7 separate regions of the Mus musculus genome follow, and all the other regions are linked to region 3. Evidence: chromatin contacts called from public Hi-C, HiChIP or PLAC-seq and promoter capture Hi-C data. All regions are on one chromosome and are shown on one strand. The core of a region is the stretch at or near the end of the contact, and the rest is flanking DNA. Distances in the headings are between cores, read along the strand shown.

What was found. Promoter capture Hi-C pulls out the DNA fragments that hold promoters and counts their contacts. A called contact is a pair of places that touch in the nucleus more often than the background predicts. HiChIP or PLAC-seq counts read pairs in DNA pulled down with a chosen protein or histone mark. Capture Hi-C pulls out chosen DNA fragments and counts their contacts.
Region 1: a contact with region 3 is called in a promoter capture Hi-C map of liver, with 2.2 times the contacts expected there. The contact joins the promoter of 1300002E11Rik here to the promoter of Etv5 in region 3. A contact is called at or near these places in 3 of 39 promoter capture datasets (the 3T3-L1 cell line, the SN4741 cell line and liver), 1 of 484 Hi-C or Micro-C datasets (CD4 T cells), 2 of 115 datasets of contacts at active chromatin or transcription factors (bone marrow-derived macrophages and fibro-adipogenic progenitors) and 1 of 9 other capture datasets (liver).
Region 2: a contact with region 3 is called in a promoter capture Hi-C map of pre-B cells, with 4 times the contacts expected there. The contact joins the promoter of BC106179 here to the promoter of Etv5 in region 3. A contact is called at or near these places in 1 of 39 promoter capture datasets (pre-B cells), 1 of 484 Hi-C or Micro-C datasets (embryonic stem cells) and 2 of 115 datasets of contacts at active chromatin or transcription factors (astrocytes and embryonic stem cells).
Region 4: a contact with region 3 is called in a promoter capture Hi-C map of pre-B cells. The contact joins the promoter of Adipoq here to the promoter of Etv5 in region 3. A contact is called at or near these places in 1 of 39 promoter capture datasets (pre-B cells) and 2 of 115 datasets of contacts at active chromatin or transcription factors (bone marrow-derived macrophages and fetal liver).
Region 5: a promoter capture Hi-C map of liver shows a contact between it and region 3, with 1.8 times the contacts expected there. The contact joins the enhancer-like site here to the promoter of Etv5 in region 3. A contact is called at or near these places in 5 of 39 promoter capture datasets (the 3T3-L1 cell line, the SN4741 cell line and liver) and 2 of 115 datasets of contacts at active chromatin or transcription factors (bone marrow-derived macrophages and microglia).
Region 6: a Hi-C map of CD8 T cells shows a contact between it and region 3, with 2.7 times the contacts expected there. The contact joins the enhancer-like site here to the promoter of Etv5 in region 3. A contact is called at or near these places in 7 of 39 promoter capture datasets (the 3T3-L1 cell line, 3T3-L1-derived adipocytes, the SN4741 cell line and 3 more) and 3 of 484 Hi-C or Micro-C datasets (CD8 T cells, the N1E-115 cell line and double positive thymocytes).
Region 7: an HNF4G HiChIP or PLAC-seq map of pancreatic cancer cells shows a contact between it and region 3. The contact joins the enhancer-like site here to the promoter of Etv5 in region 3. A contact is called at or near these places in 6 of 39 promoter capture datasets (the 3T3-L1 cell line, 3T3-L1-derived adipocytes, the SN4741 cell line and 2 more), 2 of 484 Hi-C or Micro-C datasets (CD8 T cells and the N1E-115 cell line) and 1 of 115 datasets of contacts at active chromatin or transcription factors (pancreatic cancer cells).

Annotation. Positions count from the first base shown.
Region 1 is chr16:21,791,918-21,795,693 of GRCm38.p6, reverse strand. 1300002E11Rik (RIKEN cDNA 1300002E11 gene) reads right to left here and starts at 1,347. Exons shown (of 3, transcript NR_037958.1): 1 at 1,248-1,347.
Region 2 is chr16:23,223,352-23,226,818 of GRCm38.p6, reverse strand. BC106179 (cDNA sequence BC106179) reads left to right here and starts at 1,335. Exons shown (of 3, transcript NR_152126.1): 1 at 1,335-1,351; 2 at 2,375-3,034; 3 at 3,324-3,467. It overlaps St6gal1 (beta galactoside alpha 2,6 sialyltransferase 1), which reads right to left and starts at 2,079. Exons shown (of 8, transcript NM_145933.4): 1 at 1,590-2,079.
Region 3 is chr16:22,437,579-22,441,428 of GRCm38.p6, reverse strand. It overlaps Etv5 (ets variant 5), which reads left to right and starts at 1,859. Exons shown (of 13, transcript NM_023794.2): 1 at 1,859-1,912.
Region 4 is chr16:23,144,612-23,148,536 of GRCm38.p6, reverse strand. It overlaps Adipoq (adiponectin, C1Q and collagen domain containing), which reads right to left and starts at 2,001. Exons shown (of 3, transcript NM_009605.5): 1 at 1,896-2,001.
Region 5 is chr16:21,816,762-21,820,407 of GRCm38.p6, reverse strand. No RefSeq gene overlaps it. Among named protein-coding and RNA genes, the nearest start is that of 1300002E11Rik, 24 kb to the right of the region's middle. Within about 2 kb of position 2,122, at least 70 of the 459 cell types and tissues checked have an H3K27ac peak or open chromatin away from gene starts, as enhancers often do. A contact at or near this core is called in liver, where this site is marked.
Region 6 is chr16:21,834,601-21,838,193 of GRCm38.p6, reverse strand. It overlaps a transcript of Map3k13 not described here. Among named protein-coding and RNA genes, the nearest start is that of Gm26744, 9.5 kb to the left of the region's middle. Within about 2 kb of position 1,638, at least 55 of the 459 cell types and tissues checked have an H3K27ac peak or open chromatin away from gene starts, as enhancers often do. A contact at or near this core is called in CD8 T cells and double positive thymocytes, where this site is marked.
Region 7 is chr16:21,856,066-21,859,558 of GRCm38.p6, reverse strand. It overlaps a transcript of Map3k13 not described here. Among named protein-coding and RNA genes, the nearest start is that of Gm26744, 12 kb to the right of the region's middle. Within about 2 kb of position 1,923, at least 33 of the 459 cell types and tissues checked have an H3K27ac peak or open chromatin away from gene starts, as enhancers often do. A contact at or near this core is called in the N1E-115 cell line, the SN4741 cell line, hippocampal neurons and 1 more, where this site is marked.

The DNA of each region.
Region 1 (3,776 bases), core at 98-2,597, 650 kb after region 3:
TACCTAGAAGATTTCAAAAGTTCAATGACATTTATCATATTTAAATATATTCTAATTCAGTGGCACAGTAACAGCATATAAAATGGGGGTGAGTAGAATCTCAGGGCTGTCCAGGAATTGTGAAAAGATTTAAACGTGAACAAACATAAATTTTTACTGCAAAAAAAGCGGTTTACTTTTGGAGTGTTCAACTGACTTGAAGAAAAGCTCCGATTTAAAATCAAAAGATGCTTACTAGTTTCTTAGGGAAAACACAACCATGCAACATAAATTCATTGTCTACTAACCCCACTCTATCCAATCTAATGACACATTTTGGGAACCTCTCAAGATCTGCCTTTTATTTGATAGCCCGTGCACACAGCCACATTCCTGGGGCTACGCGTAGGTGGTGACTCTTGCTGAGATCTGATTACACAGCACATTATAGCATCTGCACTGTATTTCATTTGATAGCCCAAACTTGGTGGTTACAATACTTGTTTTTTGTGGGGTGCATATGTACACTCTTCATAATATTTAATGGCGCCTTTAACAAAGGAAACACTTTAATCTTCAAGGGTTGGGGGGGGAATTGGGAGCTGCTACAATCGTTCCTTGGGTCTATACACAGCAGGTGGAGCCCGACTACATATTTATAAATTACTGTTTTTATATTCGTTGTAACTCTTATCCATCTTTTAAATAGTTTACCAACATAATAAATCTTTAAGAAAAAGAAAACTTACACTGCTAAAAAGAAAGCATTTATAACACCAGCTACCAGTACGGTGCGACAACCGCGGCTAATTATTCGATAACCTCCCTGGTATCGCACAGTTCTTCCCAGAAAAGTAAAGGCAGCCTCAAGAAGCCAGACAAGCGCCTTATCCTCTCCACCAAGAGATTAGGACCCATTTGTACATTTCACTAACTTTAAAACAAAACGGGTCAGGATTTTCTTCTGCACCCGCGTCATAGGGCAGGGAGGGGGCAAGCAAAGTAACCGGGAGTCGCGTTTGCAGAGGCGGGATGCTGACACCCGGGATGCACTCAGCAGCTGCGCCAGTCGGGCTTCGCACTCTGTCCAAACCCTTTCCAGCAGGTGTCCACCTCTCTCTCCCAAGACCTATAGGAGACCGGGTCGCTGACCCCTACTCCATCCCGGGCTCAGGAGTAGGCAGCGAGCCCAGCTGAGCGCACCGCAGCTGCCCCAAAAGCCATGTCGCCAACTCCCTCTAGCGCCGCTAGGTTCCTAGAAGACTTACTTCTTCAAAGCGCTCGGCCCGAAGCCGAGTCCGCACGCCCGCAAGCCTTCCTCCCACCGCGTTCCTCCTACAGCGCTGGACACCCACCCCAGCGCAACCCCAATGCGCAGGCGCCACCTCTGCCTCCACAGCTTCCGCGTATGACGTCACTTCCGACACACGGCTCAGCAGTGGGCTCCCGTGGTTTTAGCTTGCGGGTCCTGGGCTGAGTGACCCAATTCCTTTATTCTACAGACTCGTCCATGCTGAAATTTACCGCTCCAATCCGAATTAGCGGGGCGTTTGGACAAATCACGAGATTGTCGAGTCCCACGTCTCTGCCGGGTGTCGGCCTCTGAGATTGTGATTGCTGGCTGCAGTGCTGCCCCTTTCACTTCTGAGGGTATTGGTGTTGTGTTACAAGGGCAACCTGTCCCAACCGTGTAAAACACCAGTACCCACAACCTGAAGCTGTTGTGTTACTTGAGGTAATGCATAGAACGTTCCAGCATACTGCAATGAACATTAACAGGTTTTTTGTTTTGTTTTTTTTTCTAATGATGTGATATACTCTCTTGTTTCCGCACTGGAACACATACGTGTATAGCAGACTGGAACTACTTTTGTTCAGTGGTTAGCTGATGATACTGGGTACCTTCTCCTCGATAGACAGACCGACAGACAGACAGGTTGATATCTCAACTTGATTGAAAACATTTGCTGAGTTACCTTGCTAAGGGGGGGGGGGGGGAGGAGAGGCACCAGGACTATAATGACAGACCTCAGGCTGTCCCTGAAAGTAGACATACTCATCAATAAGAAAGTCTCTGTGTGTGTGTGTGTCCACAAACCTCATACTGACCCAGAAAAGCAGGGAGCTGTCTTTGTTTTTAACTGGTTAATAGGAACAAAACTACAGACCTCTGCAGTTCCAGAAGGTTAGCAGGCTATGAATGTACTACCACTGACTAGGCATGGTTTCATTTCCTCTGTGGTGGTTGTACTGGCTAGTTTTGTGTCAACTTGACAAAGCTGGAGTTATCACAGAGAAAGGAGCTTCAGTTGAGGAAATACCTCCATGAGATCCAACTGTAAGGCACTTTCTCAATTAGTGATCAAGGGGGAAAGGCCCCTTGTGGGTGGGGCCATCTCTGGGCTGGTAGTCTTGGGTTCTAAAAGAGAGCAGGCTGAGCAAGCCAGGGGAAGCAAGCCAGTAAAGAACATGGCTTCTGCATCAGCTCCTGCTTCCTGACCTGCTTGAGTTCCAGTCCTGACTTCCTTGGTGATGAACAGCAGTATGGAAGTGTAAGCTGAATAAACCCTTTCCTCCCCAACTTGCTTCTTGGTCATGATGTTTGTGCAGGAATAGAAACCCTGACTAAGACAATGGTTCAAAGAAACATCTCAACTTGTTGTTTAGAAAGATGACAAAGCAAGCTAGTAGTAGTGTTGAAATGTGGGTGATGGGTCAGTTTTGCAAATAACCCAGAATAACACCTCAGCCCAATGACTTTTGTTGTTTTCTGATCAGGTCTCCTGATATAGCTCCAACTGTTCTCCTCCCTGAACCCTCCTAGTGTTAACGGATCTTACAGGCATACTCAACCATGCCTGGTTTAGACCCAATGATATTTGTCATTTTTTGACTATAGGGATTTGCCACAAGGCACAAAGTTAGCCAGTGTGATAGAATTTGAACCTGTTTAATTCCATTTATTTTTCATTTATTCATATAAGATGCACAGAGACACTAGAGAAAGATGGATACAGTGAACACTTGCTTAAGGAAGTTTCCGACCTTGTGAGGGAAGCAGCCCTTGATGGAAAGGTAGTTCAATGTTAGCATAATCACAGGGACATCAGGTTCCATCATTCAACCAATGACACTTCTCTTTGCTCTCCAGAAACCATAGCTTGAGTTTTAGAAATACAAGCTGATAATATTTTCATCAAAATCTAAATAATTAAAAACTAGACTTTCAAAAATGTCAAGCCATCAAGATTTACACAGATCTCATAGTCAGCTACAAGAGACCCAGAGATTATGAACCATGGCTTTTGTGTTTTGTGCTCTCAGGTTCTTTATTTATCTCTTAAACTTTTTCTTCTTAGCTACTCATTTATCTAGTTACCTTAGCTTCTAGGAACAACAGGGCTGATTGACAATAATCTTTATGAGCAGGTAACCTAGAGGGACAGATCACCCTCCATGTCTACAATGAGCACAATTATCTATGGTGACAAGGTTGTACCCCAGGGCAGGAACACTCATGGGAACTAGATTGTCCCACTTGAGTGATAACAGTGACAGCTTTCTACAACCTTATTGCAGAACCAGAACTGACATAACCAAGCACTGGCACAACTAAGATCAACCGTTCTGTCTGCTATTCACAAACAAGTTTCTTTCTTCATATCTCTTTTGCATAAAGTTGCAGTGTTCCTGTTAGGCCCCTGGGGACAGACTTGCAGTCACCGAACCTGCTTATCAGTTCTTCCCAGCATGCCACACGGATTAACATGCTTTCTGTGATCTTTCAGTCTGCTCAT
Region 2 (3,467 bases), core at 86-2,585, 790 kb before region 3:
CCGAACAAAGGCTTCTTAGCGCCCGCAAAACATCTAAGCCTCTCCAGTTGGCCCTAGTTCAATTTGAGAACAAGAGGGCAGCCAGGAGAGCAGAGCAAAGTTATGAAGCGGGACAGGCTGAGAAGTGGGGGAAATGCTAAGTCCCTCTTCTCCACTAAAACAGAGAACTCTAGAAAGGTATAATGGAAGGGCGCAGTTTCCAATTTGAATTATTTTCTTTGTTTCACTCCGCCCTGCCTGAGGCTACTGCCTTTTAAGCCGACCGCAGAATCCTCTGGATGAAGGCCGAGCAGTTGGAAGACCCAAGGGGCTGAACTCTCAGACCTCAGCTTCCTGCCTGTAAAATTAAAAAGGTTCCCTAGCTGTCGCCTGGATTTTTTCAATAACAAAGGTACACGGTTGAAGGCTGTCCAGTTGTCTTCAGAGACAGGTTAGTCTCCACAGGGACTACTCGAGGTGCAGCATCAGATTGGTAAAATGCTGTCACTCCTGCACAGGTCGCCTAGGATCCGTTCACCGCCCCCTTCCTGTCCTCAACTTTTCCTCAGAGCTGACAAGCCCAGACCTCAATACGCTAAAAATCCGGCTGCGTGAGCAGAGTGAAAGTTAAGGGGAAAGCACAGCAAACAGTGGACCTACCTCTGCGAGCCTCCGATACGTCCCCGTCTAGACGAGGGGCCCCCGTTGGCCTTGTGTGGCCAGGGCCAGTGACACCTGAAATGTCTAGCCACAGGGAGCTCCCAGGCGAAGAGCAAGCAAAACCCAAGACCTCACTGGTGGATTTTGTTAAAATGAACTATTCTTTCAGCAAGCTAGGGAGGCGCTCGAGATTCCCCAACAGGGGCAGTCGCCAGTGCACGGGGACAATGGTGTGTCGGGCAGGGTCTATTTTAGAAGGGTACCCTACAGATCCTTAGTTCAGCCCACGACTCTTAAGAAAATCTCGAAGAAGAGATGAGGGCTTGTAGGTTTCACCTCCAAACCCGTGCCAATGGGTGAAGCATACGTGTGGGTGGGGTGGGGGCTTTTTGTCGGCTCTTTCTTGTTTGTATTTTCTTTTTCCTTTAAAAATCAACAGGTTTAGTCCGTCCCTTCACAGAGCACCGCTGCGAAAGGTCCCCACCTCTCCAGCAGTAGTAGGTGGCCTCCAAGCGCCGCACCCGTTGGTTTGGCTGGAACAATAACCTGACCAAAAGAGGTTCAGCCGGGGCACACGTGCGTTTGTTGTGGTGCCTGCGCTCCCCCTCTCCTTCCACCGGGCTTGTTTTCCTGCTCTGTTACCAAAGTGGGCAAGATCTAAAGAGACCCTCACTCCGCGAGTCAACGCCTTACACAATACAGACGCTGCAGTGTAGGTTCCTGCGTCCCCGCACACGTGGGTTTGTTATGGGTGCGCAGGCTGGCGTGCCGGGGGGTGGGGGTGGGGGTGGGGGATTAGGGAGGGGAGGCCAAGGCGGTCCCTCCCCTGGACCCGCGACAGACATCCCCAGCCCGGGGCGGCGGCTCCTACTCCCGCAGCTAGGGCTGCCTCTCAGCGCACCCCTGCACTCCTTCTTCAGACCCGTGCCGCCCGCCTCGCCCCTACTCACTTGCAGCTCTCTCAATCGGGAAGGCGGCTGCGGTCGCTGAGCCCACCGAGCGCTCGCACGGCGCGCAGTCCGATTCCCTTTGTTAGGGTCGGGCAGTGCCAGGGCGGCTCCCCAACCCAGGCTGGCGCTCAACTCCACTCCCCCAGGTGCCTCTGGATCTTGCCGGGCCGAGGGAGAAGAGCCCGGGACTCAAGCTCCGAGTGAGTCCCCTTGAGAACGGATCTTCTGGGAAGCAGAGAGGGAGCACAGATGAGGGTACAGAGGACCGGGAAGGAGGGAAGAAAAGCACGGCAGACCGGCGGGAGGACGCTTGGTCTCCGTTATGCAAATAGAGTCGTTAAAACTAGAAAAGTGCTCTATCACACCGGTCCCAAACCATCCTGGCCCTCTGGAGGTCGCTAGCGAGCAGGCTCAAGGTTAAAGGTGCCTGCTTAGGGCTCCCCGTAATGCAGGGAATCTTGCAGTCTGTCCACAAAGAGCAAGCCTTTGGGGCGGAGCAATGCGGCAGGCAAGGAAGCCCAAATGCTGCCTCCACCCCCACCCCCTGCGTGTCCCGATGGATTGGATTCAGTGTTATCTGGCGAAAACGTTCTTACCAGAGTGCTTGTCCTGGCTCTGCACAGGGTGATCCTGATCAAACAAGTCATTTAACCCCTGTGAAAACTCAAATTTTTATGTAGGACACATACATCTTAGACTGTAGTATTTAGAGTTTAACAAAAATCCCCCAACATTAAGTGTATCCTGTACACAGCCTTGTCAAACTTTTTTTTTTTTTTTTTTAGATGTTCTGGAGTCCTGCGACCTGGAACTCTCACAGTAGGTACGCAGGCAGGCAGGACCCGGTTACAAAGGTAAAGACAGCCGGGCACCTTCCTTCCACTGGGCTTAGGATACGGCTGCTGGAGAAGTCAGGAGGAAACATCTTGTTGAAGAAGCAGTCTGGCAGTCTGACCATCTCTGATTACCCACAGACCACTTCCGAAAGACTGAAAACTTTCCTCTGTAAGAGAACTGGAAGCCACCATCTGGCCGCTCCTTCGGTCCTTTCTATCCTAGAGAAGAGATTTGACTACTCTGAGGCAGTAATCACATCCCAAATATCCACCTCTGAGCTGGGAGAGGAATCAAATAGAGCTCCAAGAACGCAGAAAATTGCTGGTCTGGGTTTTCTGTGTAGCAAAATAGCCTCTACAGTAAGATTGCTGGAGCCAGGACCAGAGCGTTCTCTTCAAGTCCAGATAGCCGCTTCCCACCACCAACCTGGGAAAGAAAAGATTGCCGCCTCCTCCCCAGCACCTGTCTTTCAGATTGTCTTCCTCCATCCTTTGATTCTGAGCCCCTAGCTGCTCACCCTCCCCCAGCTGCTCTGGAGCCAGAGACCCAAATCAGAAAGTGCCAGACAGTGAATTCAGTTCTGTGGCCAAGAAGCTATTTGTTCTTGGGTGAGTTCCACAGTCTTTCTGGGCCATTCTTTCCTCTTCTGCAACATGGAGAGCTAGAAGACAGCACTAAGGATCATGTTTACACGAAATGATTTATGTGGAGCAAGTAACGTAGAGTCTAGCCTACTGAGCATGCTCATAATAGTGCACTCTGCTGTGAGCCAATGAAAGCAGACCCCGGGTGACTGTTTCTGAAAGGGTGCTAACTGAAAGTCGAAGATTTTGTTCTACATTAAGAGGCCATTAAACGATTTTAATGCATGGCTCACAGTGCATCCTTGTGCTTTAGGTAGATTCTTCGGTCGCGGTTCTTGAAGATGGAAACAGGAGCGAGGACTTTAAGTGAGAATCTCAGACTGACTTGGGAGCTGACAGACAGTGGAGATCGCTTAAGCACCTGAACTGTGACGCTGACACAGGAAATGAAGAAAAG
Region 3 (3,850 bases), core at 610-3,109:
AACCACTGTGAAGAGGCCTGCACTGGAGCTGATACAGCAAGCCACAGAACTTTTAGAGGACTGGGATCTGAGACAATTAAGCAAAGGGGAGTAGGAAATTCTTGAAGAAATTTCAACCAGGCAGGAGGTTGGCCTGGGATGAGAACAGGGAGGGATGGCGGTGATGGGACCAAGCCGGTGAGAGAGGATCTGGAACTAGTGTGGGCCTTGCTGAATTGAAAGCCTTCAGGACGTCAGAAACAAGCTGGGAACACGGGTACAAGAGGACAAACTCTATAGCCACCAACTAGAATAGGAGCTAAGGGAAGCACTGTGCTCAGGCAGGAAATTAAATATCAAGGAACTGCTCGTTAAAAGTTCAAAGCACCTGCCCACACTTCAACTGGTGCCCTTCCCAGTCTCCGGCAAAACCGATAACTCAGCCCACTGAACCTGGGTGCAGGTCTCATCCCAGCATTCAAACTGGTCAAGGACTGTAATCAACACACCAAGTACCAGCTCTGATCCACAAGCTTAGGGGGGAAAGGCCGCGGACTAGAAATCCACACCACGTGTTTCACTGTGGGGCACTGGGCACCCTTAGGGTAACAACTTGGGACCCGCTTTGCTGAGGCTCAACTCTCCAAACGCTGACACCTTGCTGCCCGGTTAGTAGAGAACAGAACTCGTTCACAAGCACCCTAGCGTCCTTGGGAAAAGAAGAGAACGGCCATTGTCGGTGGCAGGAGCAGGACGAGGAGTTGGAAGGGGCAGAGGATTGTTTTATTTGTTTCCTGGAACACCCTGTTAAGAATCTCAACAACTGCAGTCAATGCCCGATCCTTTGGCAAGCAACACTGCTTCTCCCGGTTCCCAGCTGCACGGGATCTAATTCGCAAACACACCATCTTGCATTCAACACTTAAATGGAAAACAAGCAGCCCGGGAGAGAAGCAAGCGGTCTAACTGCACGCACGTTTCAAAGGGATTTGTGCTTCCAAGGCCCTCTACCGGCCCGGTGCGATCCACGAACCGGGTTTCTGGCTGTAGCCTCTTGCCTGTAGAGCTCAGAGGCAATTATTAGCCCGAGAAGACGCGATCGGGTCGGGCCTTAGGCTTTGGCAACATGGGTACATCACTAAGATCTGGAAAAGCTCAGGTTTTTAAAGGAAGGTAACTACTTTTTTTTCCCACTGGAAACCTGGTTTAAAAAAAAAATTAAGGCTTCTCTTCAAGGTAGCTAAGATTAGAGGGCTCGGTTTCCGTTTTTTGTGTTTCTATGGGCCGAACGCCCAGGCAGGGTCAGCGAGTTTCTGTGTGTGGAATGACGAATTCCTCTCGCCTGAGTTCTAAAATGATAACTTAGCTCGCTGCTGCAGCTGCGAACGCCTGGCGCCAAGCGGCCCCGCGCGGGGGTGGCGGGAGGAGCGGTGCAGGCCGAGGCCAGGGGGAACTTCGCGAGTGGCCCCTTTAAGAGCTTCACTGACTCAGCTAAGCTTCCCCCTCAGGTCGCGTTTTTTATGAATGAAAAACGTCCTTACATTCATTATATAAACAAGCCGGTGCTGATTGGTCAATGGCGCCCAGCGCATAAATTATGTAAAACAGACCTCTGAGGGCGTTGAGGGAGGCCGACCGTTAGCCAATGGGCGCCGCAGATGATGGGGCGGCCCAGCTGGATTTGCCTGAAGACAGGGTAAACAAGAGGTGATGGGCAGCCGCGGGGATGGCCGCCGACCAATGGGGACGTGTGTGCTCTGGGCTGCGGGCCAATGGCGGCGGGCGGAGCCGGCGGGGGCCGGGCCAGTGCTGCAGCGGGTTGCAGGGCGGCGCAGAGTCCGGAGGCCGGCGCGCAGAGCGGTCTTCATCCCCGATCGCTGCGGCCCAGCCCGCCACGGAGGCGCGCAGGCGGGCGCGCGGAGTGGCCGCTCAGGTGCGGACTGGTTCTGGGTCCTCAGTTGGGCGTGCTTGGGGTGACTCCCGGAGCTAGCCGCCCCCTCCCCCCGAGGCCCGGTTCGGTTCGGTTCCTGGGAGGCTTCGGGCGGGGGCGGCTAGCGGTTCCGGAGCGAGCGGAGAACGGGTTTCCGCACGCCGCGGAGGAGGCACCCGGGGTGCTGGAGCGGGTGCAGGGAGCGGGGTGCCCGGCTCAGGCTACAGAAGCGGGGTGCAAGAACGGGGTGCGGGGCGCGAAGTTGTGGGCCCCCGAGGGCCCTGGGAGGCTCGCGAGAAGAAACGCTCCGCGACTCTTAATATGGGGGGTGGGGGGAGGCGAGCAGCAGTTTCAGGGGTTCTGCTTCAGAACCCCGAGAGTTAAATGACACCGACATGTGCAGCCTGAGGGTGCAGGATCTGCCCGAACTTCTGCAGGCCTGGCAAGTTGGAGACTGGGCAGCGGGCCCGCAGCCCCCCACTCCCTCCTCTTAGGGCTGAGGGTATTGGGGCCGCCTGAGCCACGGCCTGGGGGAAGAGAGAACCGGTTCCGAGGCTGCCGAGAGTGTGCTGGAACCTCGTGAATGATTCGGGGTCTCCCCCGCAAAGGGGGTACTGATTAAGTAGGGGGTGATGAGGGGAGGCGGCATGTGTGATCAGGAGCAAATGAGGCTGCTGGTATCGGCCAGCGCTGCACCTCGTTTTCTGAATGTGGGTGACTTTATGAATGAAGCAGGTTTCTTTCTTGGGCTCTGAGCTCTGAGGCTTTTTTTTTTTTCTCCCTTTTTTTTTTTTTTTTTTGTGAATGAAGCATTGAGCTTTCTTCCTAAAACGCTGGGGTGAGGGGCCTGCGTCGGAGGCTAAGCGTGCGTTGGGAGTGGGGGCGGGGGCGCAGCTGAAGGAGTTTTCATGAATGGGAAGGCTGGGAATTGGGTGGAAGTGTGTCTTGTTTTGTGAATGGGGCCGGGCGCGAGGGATCCAGTTACAGCCTCTACCTGCGGTGGCGGCCGCGGCTCCATCTCCCATTCATAAAACCAGGCTCGCTGCGCGCCACGGGGAGGGGCCTCGATCCGGTCGCTGCGCCCAGTTAAAGTTTTCCTGGGGGCACCCTGGATTTGGGGGCTGGGGGGGGGGAGCGACTACGACGACACAAAGGAAGTGGTTTAAACTCCAGGATGAACCGAAGCCTTCCCTGCAGGCTTTTAAAAGATACTTTGAACACGACGTTTCCAGCTCTTGAACTCGAAGGGCTGCTTAGAAGATCCTTGCTGCTGCTTTTGGAATCTCTTAGGGAAGTTTCTTTTTACCGATTTTTTTCAAAGGATATTTTTTTGCGCATCATGAGCTTCTAAAAATATTTTATCCTCTGGTTTTCCTACACGTTGTTCTCTTAACCCACAACAGACATTTAAGAATTTCTGAGGCCACAACTTAGTCAAAATTTTTAAAAATACAGCACAGAATTCTTTCTTCTCCACAGTCTACTAAAGATTCTCAGATTTGGGTCCTGGTTGGTGACATTCAAGAGAGGCCTCATTCTGAACGATGTTTGCACTGTGTGGAAGGAAGGCAAGCTGGCAGAAGTGTTTTTCTAGGAAGTTGCGAACTCTCTTTCCTTTGACTTTGAAAATATCTGATTACTTGGGCCAAGTGCTGGCTGTGAAGGGTTTTCTTGTATCCTGCTCACTTATGAAAATTTGATATGGTGCTCACAGCGTGAAAAACAAGTCAGATGGAAATGGTTACTGTGAAAAGTGTTCCCTAGTTTGTGTACAACTTAAAAGAAAATGCTAGTTAGGCCTGTCTGTTATTCAGACCTGAGGTGAATAAATACTTGTTATGCCCCCATTATTTTGACCTGAGTTTTTATTTGGAAAATTAAGTGTTTAGGAAGGTAACACCTAAACTTGCTAGCTAATTCCTCCCACGCTAGAAAAGTGTC
Region 4 (3,925 bases), core at 752-3,251, 710 kb before region 3:
CCGGTCCTCTGAGTTGACAAGCAGCTGGAATGTTTATCTCTGTAACCTCCTTGGAAAATGACAAAAATGAGGGCTAAGGAGAACGCACTTCCTGGGCAAGGATGACAGCCTGAATTCAACCCCTGGATCTCCCATAAAAAGCAAGATGCGGTGGCGATCACAGTCTCCTGAGGCTGACGGTGGGTGGACGAGCAGAAGAAACAAGAGAGGAGGAAAGGGACGACTCCCAAAAGTTACCCTCTCACCTCCATGTGCCTGCCATAGAATGAGCGTGTCTGCACACATTAGACTCTTGTGTGTGCTTGCACATTCTCTCTCAAGAAAGCACTAATACACACACACACACACACACACACACACACACACACACACACGCATGCACGCAAGCACGCACGCACTTGCACAAATAAAATTTTAAGTGCTTGGGAGATGGCTGTGTTGATTAGTGCTTTCTGCAGATGCATGAGGACCTGAATTTAGATCCCTAGAATTCATGTCAAAAGCTGTCACCTTTAACCCTGACACTGGGGTAGGGGATGACAGAGACAAGAATATCCCTAGAGATCAATGACCTCAGTCTGGCCTTCTTCGTCACGCTCCAGGTTCTGAGAGACCTTGTCTCAAAAAAATAAGGCAGAGATTAAGAAAGACACCTCATATGGAGAGACCCCTCTGGCTTCCACATACACATGCACACAGGATCACACACACAAGGCTAGAAGCAAGCCCTGTGCCTTGTAAGATTCCTCGAAACACAGGGAGAGAGGCATCAAGGATTTCTCACTAAGCCTTGGGAACCAAACTGCTCCAAGAACCAAGATGCACTCTCACGCCCCTCTGGCCTGCTCCACCTGCCCTCTTGTCCACAGAATGACTCTGATCAAATTCTCTGCCATCCTTTTGAATGACATCACAGGGGGAGTGAGGTGGCTCCTCTTGTGAGGCTTGATTCAGAACCCATTCTCAGCATGCACTTGCTCCCTGCACTTGGGAGCCAGGGAGGCAGGTGGATCCCTGTGAGTTCAGTGATGGCCTGGTCTTTATAAATTCCAAGCCAGTCAGGAATATATAGTGACACCCAGTCTCAAAAACAAAATTTCTTCAGACGAGGGACTTACGTATCATGACACACAAGAGGCTGCCTTGACTTCCAAACCCCTCCCTCCTTCATCTCCTCTACCTCCATGGTTCCGATGCTGTGTTCATGGAGCAAGAATTAGGTTTAACAACGACAAAGCAGGTGCAGTGCCTCTGTCAGAAAATATCTTTCAAAATGAGGCTTTCTGTCCAGATTGCCACTATTTTCCAGGTTCTCACCACTTTGTGTCACCCAATCCCCTAAAATGTCTCTATGCAGACAGATGTCCCCAACTCCTCCGAGCACACCCATGTTTTCACTCACAGCCCTGACAAAGTGTTCTACAGCGCATGCTCCGTGCATATCTGCTCAGTAGAACTAAGTGATAGAGACAGATCCTACAGTCTGACCTCAACTGGACTTCCTCGGGCTGCCCTCTCTGCCTGCTTCTCCTGTCACTGTAACTCTTAAAGCCGAGAAGCAACAGATCCCACTTTCCAACAGAGTCTCATCTGTGGATCGACCCTCCTACCTCACTATCTCCAGGTTCTTTTTGCAGTGGGCATCCTGCCATCAAATGAACAGGGCAAACTTCCGGTTAGGCTCAAGCTTGTGGACCGAAAGGTTATTGTTTCTTTCTTAGAGCTTTGAAGAGTTAAAGAAAAGCCCCAAAGCTTATCTGCCCCAACCATGTTTCCAAGGCCTGAGTTTTCTCAACATCTACCTTCACACTGCTGCAGAGAGCAAAATCTGAACACAGCCCAAGTGGGATTCTGCATTCATACCCAGCCAGCCGAGAATATAGAATTGTTCTTACCTTTTGGTGTCGTCAGATCCACTGACAATCGTACAGACAGAAATGAGGAGAAAGTGGCCAGGTCTCATTAGTCTGGTACTCATGGGGACAGGCAGACCCCAGCTTACCATTGGCCAACCCAGTCAAGGCCAATAGCCAATGAGTGGGCCCCTTGCTCCTGGCAGCTGCCTTAAGACTCCTTAGGGAACCTGGTTTAATCCAGCTTGGGTCTGGGAAGCCAAGTAGAGCTTCTGTCAAGCCATCCTGTTTCCAGGCTTTGGCCATTCTCTACCAGAGCAAGAGATGGGGCAAGGGTAAGGACAATAATTCAGCATGTTTCTGAGTGCAATGAAAATTATCCTCAAGTAAAATGATTGTTCAGGGGTCAGGAGACCTCCCTTTCCCATAAGTTTGTCCTGGAGAGTCAACAACACTAATTGTCACATGATACTCCCACTCTTTCTTTGTAACTAAATGTGAAGCTGTGTGGTTCAGGCATTACTATTTCAGTAAGAATGAAGAGGGGCTGTACTAGAATAAAAAATAGATGGACTGCAGGCATGGCTCAGTGGTTAAGAGCACTGGCTATTCTTCCAGAGGTCCTGAGTTCAATTCCCAGCACCCACAGTAATTCCATGGGATCCGCTGCCTTCTTTTGGTGTGCAAATATGCATGCAGCCAAAATACCCATATACATAAACAAATCTTTAAGCAATAGAAGGTGTGCTCCACTTGCTAGACCGGATCCCATACTGAGAAAAGACCATGTAGATGAATTCTGAGGGCTGTTGTACAGGAAGGTTCCTGGTGGGGTGTGAAGCAAGTTCAGGGGTCCAAATTCTAAAATCTGTGGTCCCTACATAATTCAAGCCCAGTGTCACAGAACACTTACCTTGACATTGGAGAACCATGTTCTAAGATTTTTCTGGGTAAGTTTCAAGCTAGTTTTTTAGAAACTCATTTTCTGTGAGTAGATAAACCTCAGTTTCCAGACTCCTTAAGTATATACCTTTTCTATCTATTATTAGCTCTGGGCTAACAGCCAACTGCAACTAGCAGTCACCACTCACTAAACTGCTCCTAAAAGGCTTGCAGTTGGCAAGGCAATACCTTGGGAGCCTCTCGGCGGACTCACATCTTATTTTTGAAAGACCAGAGCTGATTCTCGGGAGCACAAAGCTTTTGAATTAAATCGTGAATCCAAAAAGAACTCTGGATGCCAGCAGCTGCTCCAATAAGACACTCAGAGCTAGACTGCTCCCAGGCAAAGGCTGGCCAAGCATCTGCTTCCTCCAACTGCCACCTTCCACTGGCCACACAGAGCCTAAGAGTCATGCTTTTACTAGTGGATAGGACCAGCAGTGTCAACCCACCAAGGAAGGAGAGCCAAAATATGATCTTCCATCTTGTCTTCCTGTTAATGCACTGATGTTTCTAGAGAAATCACGTTAGGTCATGAAGATTAAGGACACAAGCTCATTTCCAAGGGCTGTTAGTTGTGACCCCATGGCCCTGGACACTTCCCAAGCAAACTGTATGAAGCAAAGGAGAGAGAAGAACTACAGCAACTCAAAGCTGTATCACTCTCTATCTTTCCCTTAGCGTTTTGCTTACTTTGTGTGTGTGTGTTGTTGTTGTTGCTGTTGTTGCATTTTCTTACTTATTTTGTATGTGTGTTACTGTCTTTCGCTTCTTACTGGAATGCAAACACGCTGGAGCAGGGGCTTTACCTACTTGAGGTTATGCTCCATAACCCCTAGACTAAGTAGTATCTTGTACAAAGTAAGTAACAAGCAATGTTGAGTCAAGGGGTAGTCGAGTCTTCCCATACAGATACCTGTGGTTGTCTCCCACTTAATGAAGAAGCCAGAAGCCAGTAAGAGGGAGAGACACAGACCCAAGGCACGAAGCTAGATCTCTCTGACCACAAAGGGCATACGCTCCCCAATGCCTCGTGGTCTTCACCTCTGCTCAGTTATAGCCTCCGGGTTAGCTCTGGACCCCTGTCCCATATAGGAACACTGCTGGTTTCAGCAGATTCTAACTATTGC
Region 5 (3,646 bases), core at 873-3,372, 620 kb after region 3:
TATTTTAAATATATATTCAGAGAAAATACAAGGTTACAGCAACTAATAACTAATCCCACTAAGGAGTTTGGTGGCAGGATAGAAGCGTGAACCTCTATCTAAAGTTGAACTCACACACACAAGTCCCAGCAGTTGACCAACCAGTGTGATAAGATGCAGTATGCAATAATGTGCCCAGATGTGAAGCTCAGCTCTTCGTCGTGAAAGCTCCAAAGCAGGAACTCAGATTCCCTCGTTTAGCCTACTGCACTGCACAAACATTATCTATTACTCTGTGTGTGTGGTGACATGAAAAACAGTATCAGACATAGACAGACGAGGCAATGTTCTCACCTAGTAAAGACTCAGTTTAATCTTTGTTTATGTATGGTTGGAAATAGCTATGTATGTATATATCTACCTGCATATACCAGTAGACTCTGCTACTAAATTCTAGGTCACTTAATGCAACATCCAGCAATGGGAACTAATGAGCAAGCGGCAGTAACTGTAATATTGACTCGGCGATCCCAACTTACCATTTCTTAAAGTATGTTCTAGGAAAAAGTGCAGACAATTTGATTTCATTTTCATGAGGTTTAAAGGAAGCACTTGAAAGCTAGGCAGCATTTGGATTAGGATATACAGGCATGTGCAGATCCCCTGGAGAAGTGACAACAGTTATCACAGACCCCAGCTCTTGGCTTTCCTCTGTGGATCAGGGATGAGCGAGCGCACAGGAGGATTTAGTGGGAACGGGGCTCATCAAGACCCGTTGCAGGGATGCACATACTCATGCTGGAGCTATTTCATAAATATAAATATTTACTACTTTTTAAAAGCTTGTCTTTCGACAGCAAATGAACCCCCCCCCCCCCCACTGAAGCAGCAAGAGTCTGTAGAATGTCTGATCTGAGACCCTGTGCAGTCGAGACCCAGAGGTTGAGAAATGCTGCAAGCCATGATTTGCACCCAGCACCGTTTGTTTCCTAATGTCAGTTAAGGGCAGCTTTATAATGTTTCAAGAAGAATTGGTTCATTTAGACTGATAGATGTACTGAGAAAAACATACTGAAAATATTTTAAGAACTTCTGCTCAGTAGAGCTAGGAAGGATGAAGGTGCTGGCCACAAGCCTGCAGCCAGAGATCCAAGCTTCGGAACCCGTGAGCTGGATGAGGATCGACATGCATGCTAAGGATCTTTCCGCCGCATGCAAGCTAAGCCCCAAGCCCACCCCACCCCCCAACACACACACATGTGCACACACAGTGGTTAAAAACAACAACAACAACAACAACCCTCCCATAGCTAGCTGGGGAGAGCAGCTTTTTTTTTCTTCTAAGTTTAAAAGAAATAATAAATCATGGAAGAATATGCTTCCAAGTTCCTTAAACTTATTTTTAATCTAAGTATAAAGATATCGAGTTCCAGGTCTCCCTTTTATATTAAACCAAACAGGATAAAAGGAGCCACTTGAAACCAGAGGGGTTAATGTTTACACAGAGGCAGCTTTTCCCAATTGTGTTCGCCTTTAAGGTTTGAACGGTTGAATGACCTTGCTGGAATTCCCCTGTCAGCTGGGAGTACCTACTGAACTTCCAAATCGAAACTACGCTCACATGACACACTAGAACGGTATGCCAAGTGGTATCTGTCCCTGCACCTTGAACCTGGTAGTTACGACTACAGATGAATCAATATGTTTTATACAAAACGAAAAGCTCTTTCTCTCTTAGGTCACTAAACAAAGTATTAAAACAAAGTATTAAATTTCATTATATTTCACATTATGTACTTATAGTACATTCAAATGCACGGCTTCAACCTATCACTAACAGGCCTGTTTTCAAATACAGAATACACCATTCTGAAGTGAGAATTTGAATCCATATCTGAATTCTGTTACTTCAGTGTAATCACCTAAAAACCTAGATAATATGAAGCCTTCATTGTTTTTATTTGAGAACTCCTAAAACATCTATCTTTGTAGAAAAGGCACCGTGAGGTGAGGTGGTCCTGTTCTTTGCACTGTGAGCCAATCATGAGATGAAACTCAACACAAAAGGTGCAGACGACAACCCCCTCGCCACACCCACCGGCTAGCCACACCCACCGGCTAGCCACACCACCGGCTAGCCACACCCACCGGCTAGCCACACCCCCTCTCATTTTCAGAAGTTGAAAACACAGTAAACATTACACGGAACTGTAGCCCAGAAACTTTTCTTTCAAACACTGTTTTGGGGTGGGGGTGGGGGTGGGGGAGTAACATTTCACAGTCCGAGTTTCTACAGAACTTTTTATTAATGTTAGAAACTGAGATGAAAGCACACTCAGCAGACAGCGATACTGAGCTTAAGGATAACTTGTTCTAGAATATCTCAATAGTGGCTGACATCTTCTATTGCAGGGGACATAAGTTTTATAATAGTTTTTAAATTTTGTACATTTTAAAGGGAGGTAGAGAGATAGTTTAACTGCTAAAGAATATTTTTATTTAAATATAGTTATTTTTCAGATTTTACGAGTATTTTGCTTGCATGTATTATGATGGTCTGAATGAAATGGACCCCCACAGACTCATAGGGAGTGGCACCATTAGGTGTTGTGGCTTTGTTTAAGGAAGTGTGTCAGTGCAGTGGGCTTTGATATTTCAAATGCTCAAGCCAGGCCCAGTGTCAGTCTCTTCCTGCTTCCTTAGAATCCAGATGTAGAAATCTCAGCTACTGTCTCAGCGCCATGTCTATCTGCATACCATGGTGACATAGACTAAACCTCTGGACTATATAAGCCAGCCCCCCAATTAAATGCTTTCCTTTGTAAGAGTTGCTGTGTCAAGGTGTCCCCTCACAGCAACAGAAACCCTAAGATATGTATATATGTGCAAACCTGGTGCCTATGCAGCCAAAAACCAGGCATCAGATCCCCAGGAACTAGAGTTGCGAATGATTGTGAGTTCCATGTGGGTCCCGGGAACCAAACCTAGACCGTATGCAAGAGCAGCAAGTACTCTTAAACTATTCCACACCTCTCCAACCCTTTGTTTTGAGGCAGGGTCTCACATGGTCTAGCCTGGGCTTGAACTCCCTCTGTAGGTGGTAATGCCCTTCAGCTCCTAATCCTCTTGCCTCTGCCTCCTGAGAGCCAGGATGAATGACAGCTGTACTTCAGCCCCGAGTGCAGGAGGAGCCAGGAATATGGGTTCCAGGGTCTTATGCTTAGGCAGGTACTCTACCAGCTGAGTCATACCTCCTGTCTTACCATGCGTTTTTTGAAGTACTGGCATATTAAACAGAAATTACTGAATGCTGTTGTTTAGGGGCTAAGCTCCGCTATTGGGATCCAACATGCAAGGCTAAAAATTGAAATGGTGTCATCCATTTCAACCCAGCAAAGTTTGAAACGGAGCCATTTCTCTGACCTGAAGAATCAGGATTTGTGAGCCAAACTTCCCCAAGTAGGTCAGCTATAACCGTAGGATTACAGCTTCCTCTATCGGTCCCTGCGGCTCCCGGGAAGAGGGATCCTGATATAAACAGGAATGTTTCTGATCTTCCATCTCCTGTCCCTTCTTTCAAGGAAATGACCCACCTTCTTCCTTCAAGATTTATTTTATGAATGAGTATTCTATCTGCATGTACCCCTGCATGCCAGAAGAGGGCATC
Region 6 (3,593 bases), core at 389-2,888, 600 kb after region 3:
ACAGGGCATATGAAGAAAGGAGCGATTTTAGAAAGATATTGAAAAGAATGTGGTTGGCACCGAGAAGAAGTAGATAATTTCACTTATTCACTCAGTAAAAAGCATGCTAGTCTGTGCTGGCAGCAAACTGAGATCCGTTAACAAACTAGTATGCAGCCCTGCCCTGAAAAAGCATGGTGTGTAGATCTGAGAACCTGGTTTCCTTAAGACATTTTTACACACAGAATTCAGGACAGGATGGAATTTTCCCTTGAACACTGAATTTTGGAGTTGTTCCCCTGCCATCTTCACTTTTTTTTTTTTTTTTTTTTTCTCATTCTGAGGCTGTTCTAAAAGGGAGAAGTGGAAGCCATTGCTCACACTTCTGTCACGGTCTCTGGTTGGTTGGTTGGTCCTGGCCTCTCTGACAGCGAATGAGCACTGGTCCATTGTACTGGCCTTCTCCTGCCTACACAAGTGTATCCCGGGACTGCCCGCTGTAGCGGTGGATTGGCTTGCTTCTATCCTGAGTGGACTTCAGCCAAAGGCTAACTTCATAGGGAACACCCCATTCTAGAAATAACAATGATAAATACTATGAGATGATATCAGACCTGAAATTTAAATCAGCAAGGCATGGTTCCACTGAAACCTACTCACAACGGAAGCACTGGCCTGGAAAAGACTCGATCTTAGCATAGTTTAGTCTATTAAATTACTCAGGGCTGTACTAAATACGTATCTTTGAAAAGTGTATCCTTTAGAGGACAGGCTGGTGTTTTAAAATGGCTCAGTATGTAAAGAGCCCTTCTGCTCAAGTGTGAGCGACAGAGCTCTGATTCCAGGACAACACAGCAGAGCCAGGAGTGGGTGTGTGGCTCTCTAGCCTTAGCCCTGTGGTGTAGGAGCAAGATGGTGGAGGGGCTCGCTGGTCACTAGTTCCGGGCTCAGTTAGAGGCCATGTCTCAAAGGAATAAGTTAGTAATAAAGGAAGTCACCCAAAGCTCTCCTCTGACCTCCACATGCACAACAAACATGTGTACCCGGATACAATGTCCCTTATACATGTATACACACACATGTACCCCCATACACATGTACACATACATGCATGCGCAGAATTCACACATTGCAAGACAAGCTGTGACTTAATAAAACCTTAAGTGTATTTTCCCAGAGGAGTGTAAACTGGTGCTCACTGCATAGCTGGGCTACGAAACAGTCACAGGTGATGGTGTGCATTTCTGAGACAGCACCACTACACGCTCCTACATGTAAGGCACATGCTTTTATTTCCCTGCACTTGCCTCATTGCATGCTGAGCCTAGTGAGATAATCCATTGCTGCCACCTACTGTAAACCAGAAAAATATTCTTGAAATACTTTCACATTTGAAAGGGAAAGTGCAATGTTGCTGGAATTGCTCAGGAATCATTTTGTCAGAGAAGCGAGTTAACCTCTAGCTAAAGTATCCCAGAATCCTGAAAGGCAATCAATAAGACAATAGGCAAAATAGTAAAGTAAGCCACACAGAAGAGCATCAAATGGCTTTGTTAAGGTATATTCTGTTAAGTTCACACAAGCTCTGCTTTACATCCATGCAGAAACATGAACCTGTTCTTCTGTACTGAGGAAGTCACTCCCAGCACGCACTCTTCCCTCTCTGACCCCGGCTGTGGCTCCATCGTGGACAGCGGCTTTCCCAGCAGATGGGCTGCACTTCAGATGGCCTGAAACTGAAGAAAAGGGGGAAGAAGAGACTCCTGCCTCCTCCTCCAGCCAGGGCTACATCTCAGAGTCAGCACCAGGTCTGAATGAAAGGGCTAAACAACTCAGTCCAGGGACAGTTTCCATGAAAACCACATGGTGATATTTTTAGAGAAGACAAAGAACTCCTTCATGACTTGAAAATGAGTGTGGGTAAGTATGTTACAATGGATATATATATCCAACGAACCAAAGAGGGAGTTTATTTGGAGGAATTTATAAAATTGACAAAATGTAAAAAGAAACAGCTTGTACAATTGTGAGTTCAATAATTATTAAGATAAAGAGATAAATTTGAGATGGTATGGAAGTGGGAAGGATCTGAGAAGAGTTAGGTTAGGGGAGAAGAAAACATAATGAAAATATGTTGTATGAAAAACCTGTTAATTAAAAAGAATCATTAATGTGGATAAATGTAGGAATGAGATGAACAAGGAAAAGGCCCACCTACCAGTTAAGTTACAGATGAAAAGATAGAAAGCTCATAAGAAAAATGTTCAATTTAAACATTAGTTAAAGAAATGGAAATAAAGCAAGATGCCACTTCCTGCTTGCAAAGGGTTTGAGATCCTTTTATTTTGTTGATATGGCAACAACCTCCGTTTGAAAGTCTGAGGAAACAGGTGTGCACACAGTGCCTCTGGCAGTAGGCATAACGTGACAATGTCCTTTAAGGAGCTTAAAGAAACAGTGTTATTGTTTTGAGATTTCGTCTCAAGTTTCCCAGGCGGGCCTCAAACTAGCTGCACAGCCTGGGACGACCTTGAACTCTGAAAGGAGAGACCGAGGAAGTAATTACTGAATGGCAGATCATGTTCCCAACTGGTAGATGGGACCTATCCCACGTCCCACTGTCATGTGAGACAGAGAGCTGGTCTGTCTGCCCCACTCACTGTCCTTTTCCACTTGCACACCAGCTGGTGGACATGAGGCAGAGCATCTTGCACACAGATCTTCTGCTGAGGTCAGACTGGCCGCATGCACACACATGCCCAGTTGTTTCTAGAGTCGCAGCACACTGCACTACTCACAGTGAGTGGATATGTTTACCCATCTGATTTTGATTGTCCCATTTCCATTCGTTAAAATATCCCAGTGGCAGCCATCCACCAACAGCAAACTAGAGGAAAAAGTAAGAGGACGCCGCAGTGGTGTTTGGGTAGAGAAGCTGCCTTGGGCAAGGCACCAGTGTCACCCCATGAGTAGACTCCCATGAGCATGTGCAGGACTCGCTTCTTCCTATCAACAGGGTAAGATCAACATGACTACGGATACATAACTATCACTGTCATCAAAACCATGTCACCTGTCTGCCACCTCTCTCTTTCTCGCACAGTAGCTACAAGGAAGCATGTGGCCATGTTGAAGGGTTCCACATGGCAAGGATATGTGGGGTGATCTCTATGAGCTGAGGGTAGACTTCCTCACTTGGCAGGAAACAAGGAGGTGGGAGAACAGAAGTTCTTAGTCTGATAACCACAAGCCAGAGTCATAGGAACTGAATTCATTACTTGCCACAAATCCCTTAGACCTCCAGGGGAGAAGGAATTCAGCCCTGGCACCTGTCTTTACTAAGGCTGTCAGAACACTTCTGTAGAGGGTATAGCTATGCCACACCCCATAAGTGAGGTGATAAATGTATATTTTTAAGCCAGTAAGTTGTGATAATGGTGGTATATAGAATTTTTCATAGCATCCCACCTACAGACAACTTGGTTTACACCTACAGAAAGCATCTAAATCCCCCCTGAGGTATGTTTAACAAAGACTGAATAGCATAGTACATTGCCCCCTTTTAGTACAAAACCCAGAAATACATAACAACTGTCCTGCCTGGTTATGCAGGT
Region 7 (3,493 bases), core at 674-3,173, 580 kb after region 3:
TTCACCATGCTTACCACCTTTTGAAAGAAGGCTTGAAGGGTGGGAAAACAGTTGTTGTTGTTTTTAAAAAAGATAATCTTTGTGTTAGTAAGAAGTGTATTACTTATTGTTATTAACTAATTAACATTTTAAGGTTCTTTTTTTTTTCAATTTAAAATCCTAATCTAATAAATACAGATACACAACTCAGACAAATGAACTATTTTGGGGCCCTCACTTTTCTAGTCTAAAGACCAACTGTCAGAGAGTCAGTATTATATTATACTCTATTACACTACAGTGTATGTGACTGTCTCCCAGCAAGCTGTGAATCTTTGGGACATAATCCTTTTTGCCTCTTCCTTTCCTGTTTCTATCTATCCTCCTTTTCTTTCTATTCCTTTTTCTTAAAATGCGCCCTGTAACAGCTGGCAGTCTCCTACACAGCACACAATACAATAGACAAAGGAAAAGGAGCAGCTGCTGTCCACTCGGGCTCAGTGTGCGCTCTGCACTGTGCGTGGTCTCCATCTGACCGAACCCTCGCTTGCCTCCACGATCATGCCTACTATATCCATATGCATCAGAGAAATTTAGAGTTGTTCAACAATTTACACGAGACACATAGCAAATAGCAAAAGCATCAGGACCCACCTCTCATCTGTCTGACTCCAGAGACCAGATTGTCAACCATGTTGACAAGTGGGGAGATTTAGAAGAAGTCAAAGCTCTTGGGCAAAACCACTCCCTCACAAAGCACAGCCCAGGATAGCTACCTAACGCCTCGAGCGCTAGATGCCTCTGGGATTGTCACATCATCGCTTGGAGCAACTTTTACTTGGTTGAATGAGAGGATGTGCTCTTCTGTTACTGAGCACAAGGTCCTCCTGCAGAGCTCGCGGCCTCTGCAGCCCAGGACGTGAGAAGAGGCGCCTCACAATACATCTACAGCAATGAGGAGGTAACACACGTTCAAAGAACAACAACACTGAAAAGCAAATAACCTCTCAGATTCTGGGTGTACTTCTTCCGATTTTCCCTACGTGAAAAATTAAATCTAATAGCAGTGCTATACTTGAAAACCCCTCCTGTGTCTCGTGACTCCAACAACACTTTTCATACAGCCGCAGGCATGCCCTGTCATTTCTAAATGCAGCATGGGTTGTACAGTTGGCAACCCATTCTTCTCCTCTGACGTGGCTACACTATACGAGGCCTCTTTGAAGACTGGATTAGTGAACTCTGAACCTTTGCTCCTGGACAGACAAAGGGTGAGGCTTCTATGAGCCTCTGGTCACATGTTCAGGTTTCCTATTCATGGCTCCAAACCTTGTTTTACCTATATTTCTGCTTATACACCATAAAATTAAAATTAAACATGTACATTTATATTGTTAATCAATTAACATTAAATCCATGGTTCAATGACTCATAGTGCTTACTTATCATTTTATAGTTTCCTGAAAATAGATATTTTATGAGGCACTATAGTTTTGGTCTGCGCAGTGGGAAAATTAGTAAAGCCATTGTGTCTGACATGGACACCAGAGTGTTTCAATTTCTTTTAGGCCCGCCTAAGCTCCAAGGAAATGTTTTGTATCTGATCGGTGATTGTTTTCTGAGACTTATGGAACTGTATTTCAGAAGGGGCTCTATGGCCTTCATGTAACTTCAGTTACAGGACATCCTGGCAAACCTGGAATTCTTGCACAATTGAGCACTACACAATACTGCACACATGTTGCACCATGATGACAGAAGTGTGGGGGCCATGTGTTTTTTAACATAGCACAAACATCAGATCAGTGGCTCTGGTATGAGAAACTTGATTTATTCTAAAAATAACATTTGCGTAACGATCAATAAATACCCTTCTGCAAAGCTGCTCAGGGTTCATTCCATCTGAGACTGTTCCCCCGCTGACGTAAAAGCCTCCTGACAACCTCAAGTGTCTCTCTTTCTTTGGTCGTCCCTTGCAACTCTGTTTACCAACAGGTCTGGGGTGCTACCCTATAAAGCCCTGATGTTGAGATGTTGGCTATCTGAGAGGTTTAGGTCATTAGCATTGTACACTGGGAGGAGGTGAGCAGCTTGCTCCCCCCACACACCCCAGCCTTGGTGGCCTGCCACCACATGGGCCTGAGAGCTGACAAACTCAGGCTGGAATGTGATTAACCAAGTATGGTATTGTAAGGTGAGGCCTTTAGGGATGATTGACACATCTCGTGTGACACTGGGTCATTCTCACAGAAGGGTATGTGTTCTGATTCATAAGTAATTGTACCAGGAAGGCATGTGCCCACAGCAGGGAGCCTAAATAAGAATGCAGAGCTTCCCTCTGTCCCGCATTGGCTCAGAGTGTGTCACACACTCAGACGTTTGCTATGATGTGCTTATCTGTGAACACAATCATAAGAGTACCAGGAGAATTGATTTGGCCTAAGAATAAACTGTACTTGACAAGTAAATTTATAAACAGAGTATTTGTGAAGGGGGAGTCACTGTATTTTCCAATTATTGGGCAATTAAGCTGTTTTGTTTTTCTTTCTTTTTTAGAATGGTGTCGTGATCAATGTTTATAAAAGTCCTTCTGGGAGCTGCATTCCCCTTGGGAGCAAGTGGGAGACAAGCTTTAATGACGCCTACTTAACTGTGCTAGTTCTTGGAGCAGCCCATAATAGTTCTTCCAGATCCATATGTATTTTTCGGATTTCTGTAACTGTAACACATGTTTGAGATAATGAATTTATAAAGAGACAAGGTTCATTCTGGCTCAAAGGTTCAGTCCATGATCAATTAGCCATTGCTTTGGGGCCTGTGGTGAGTGAGACCACCACAGCTGGAGTGTGTGGTAAAACAAGCACCTCAGCTCGCCTCATGAGAAAGGACCAGACTGCCTCTATAATCCCAAGGAAATGCTTTCAAATGTCCTAAACCTGTCACCTAGCCCCACATTTTACAAGCGCCACCTCCTCCAATAGCACCAAGCCTTTTTAACACATGGGTCTTTGAGAGGAGTGGCATCCCAAATCCAGACTTCAGTGTTTTGCTACTGATTGGCAGCATCAGCATCAGCATCACTTGGGGGCCACTTAGGCAGCTGCCAAACCAAGTATCCAGAATCTGGCTTTAAACAAAATCCCCATCAATTCCTATGCACATTAAAAATCTGAGCTTTGCTGTAAACCAAGGATTCTGACTTCAGCATGCACCAGTCTCCACTAGCCAACTTGTTAAACACAGATTCCGGGACCTGCTGCCAGCATTTCTGATGGCAGAAGTGGAGTAGGCCTGGAATTTGCATTTCTGACAAGCTCCTCAGTGACGCTGAGGATATTAGACTCTGGGAGACACTTGTGAAGCACTGCTTTGGCTGGTTCATGGTAAGACTCCGGCAGAACCAATGCCGTAAAGGGGCTAACGCACACTTGTGGGAGAAAGAGCAGGGCAAGTGGCTTATAACTGTCAAAGAAATCGTCTCACTGTGGAGCTAGGCCAAGCTGACTGGATTGAG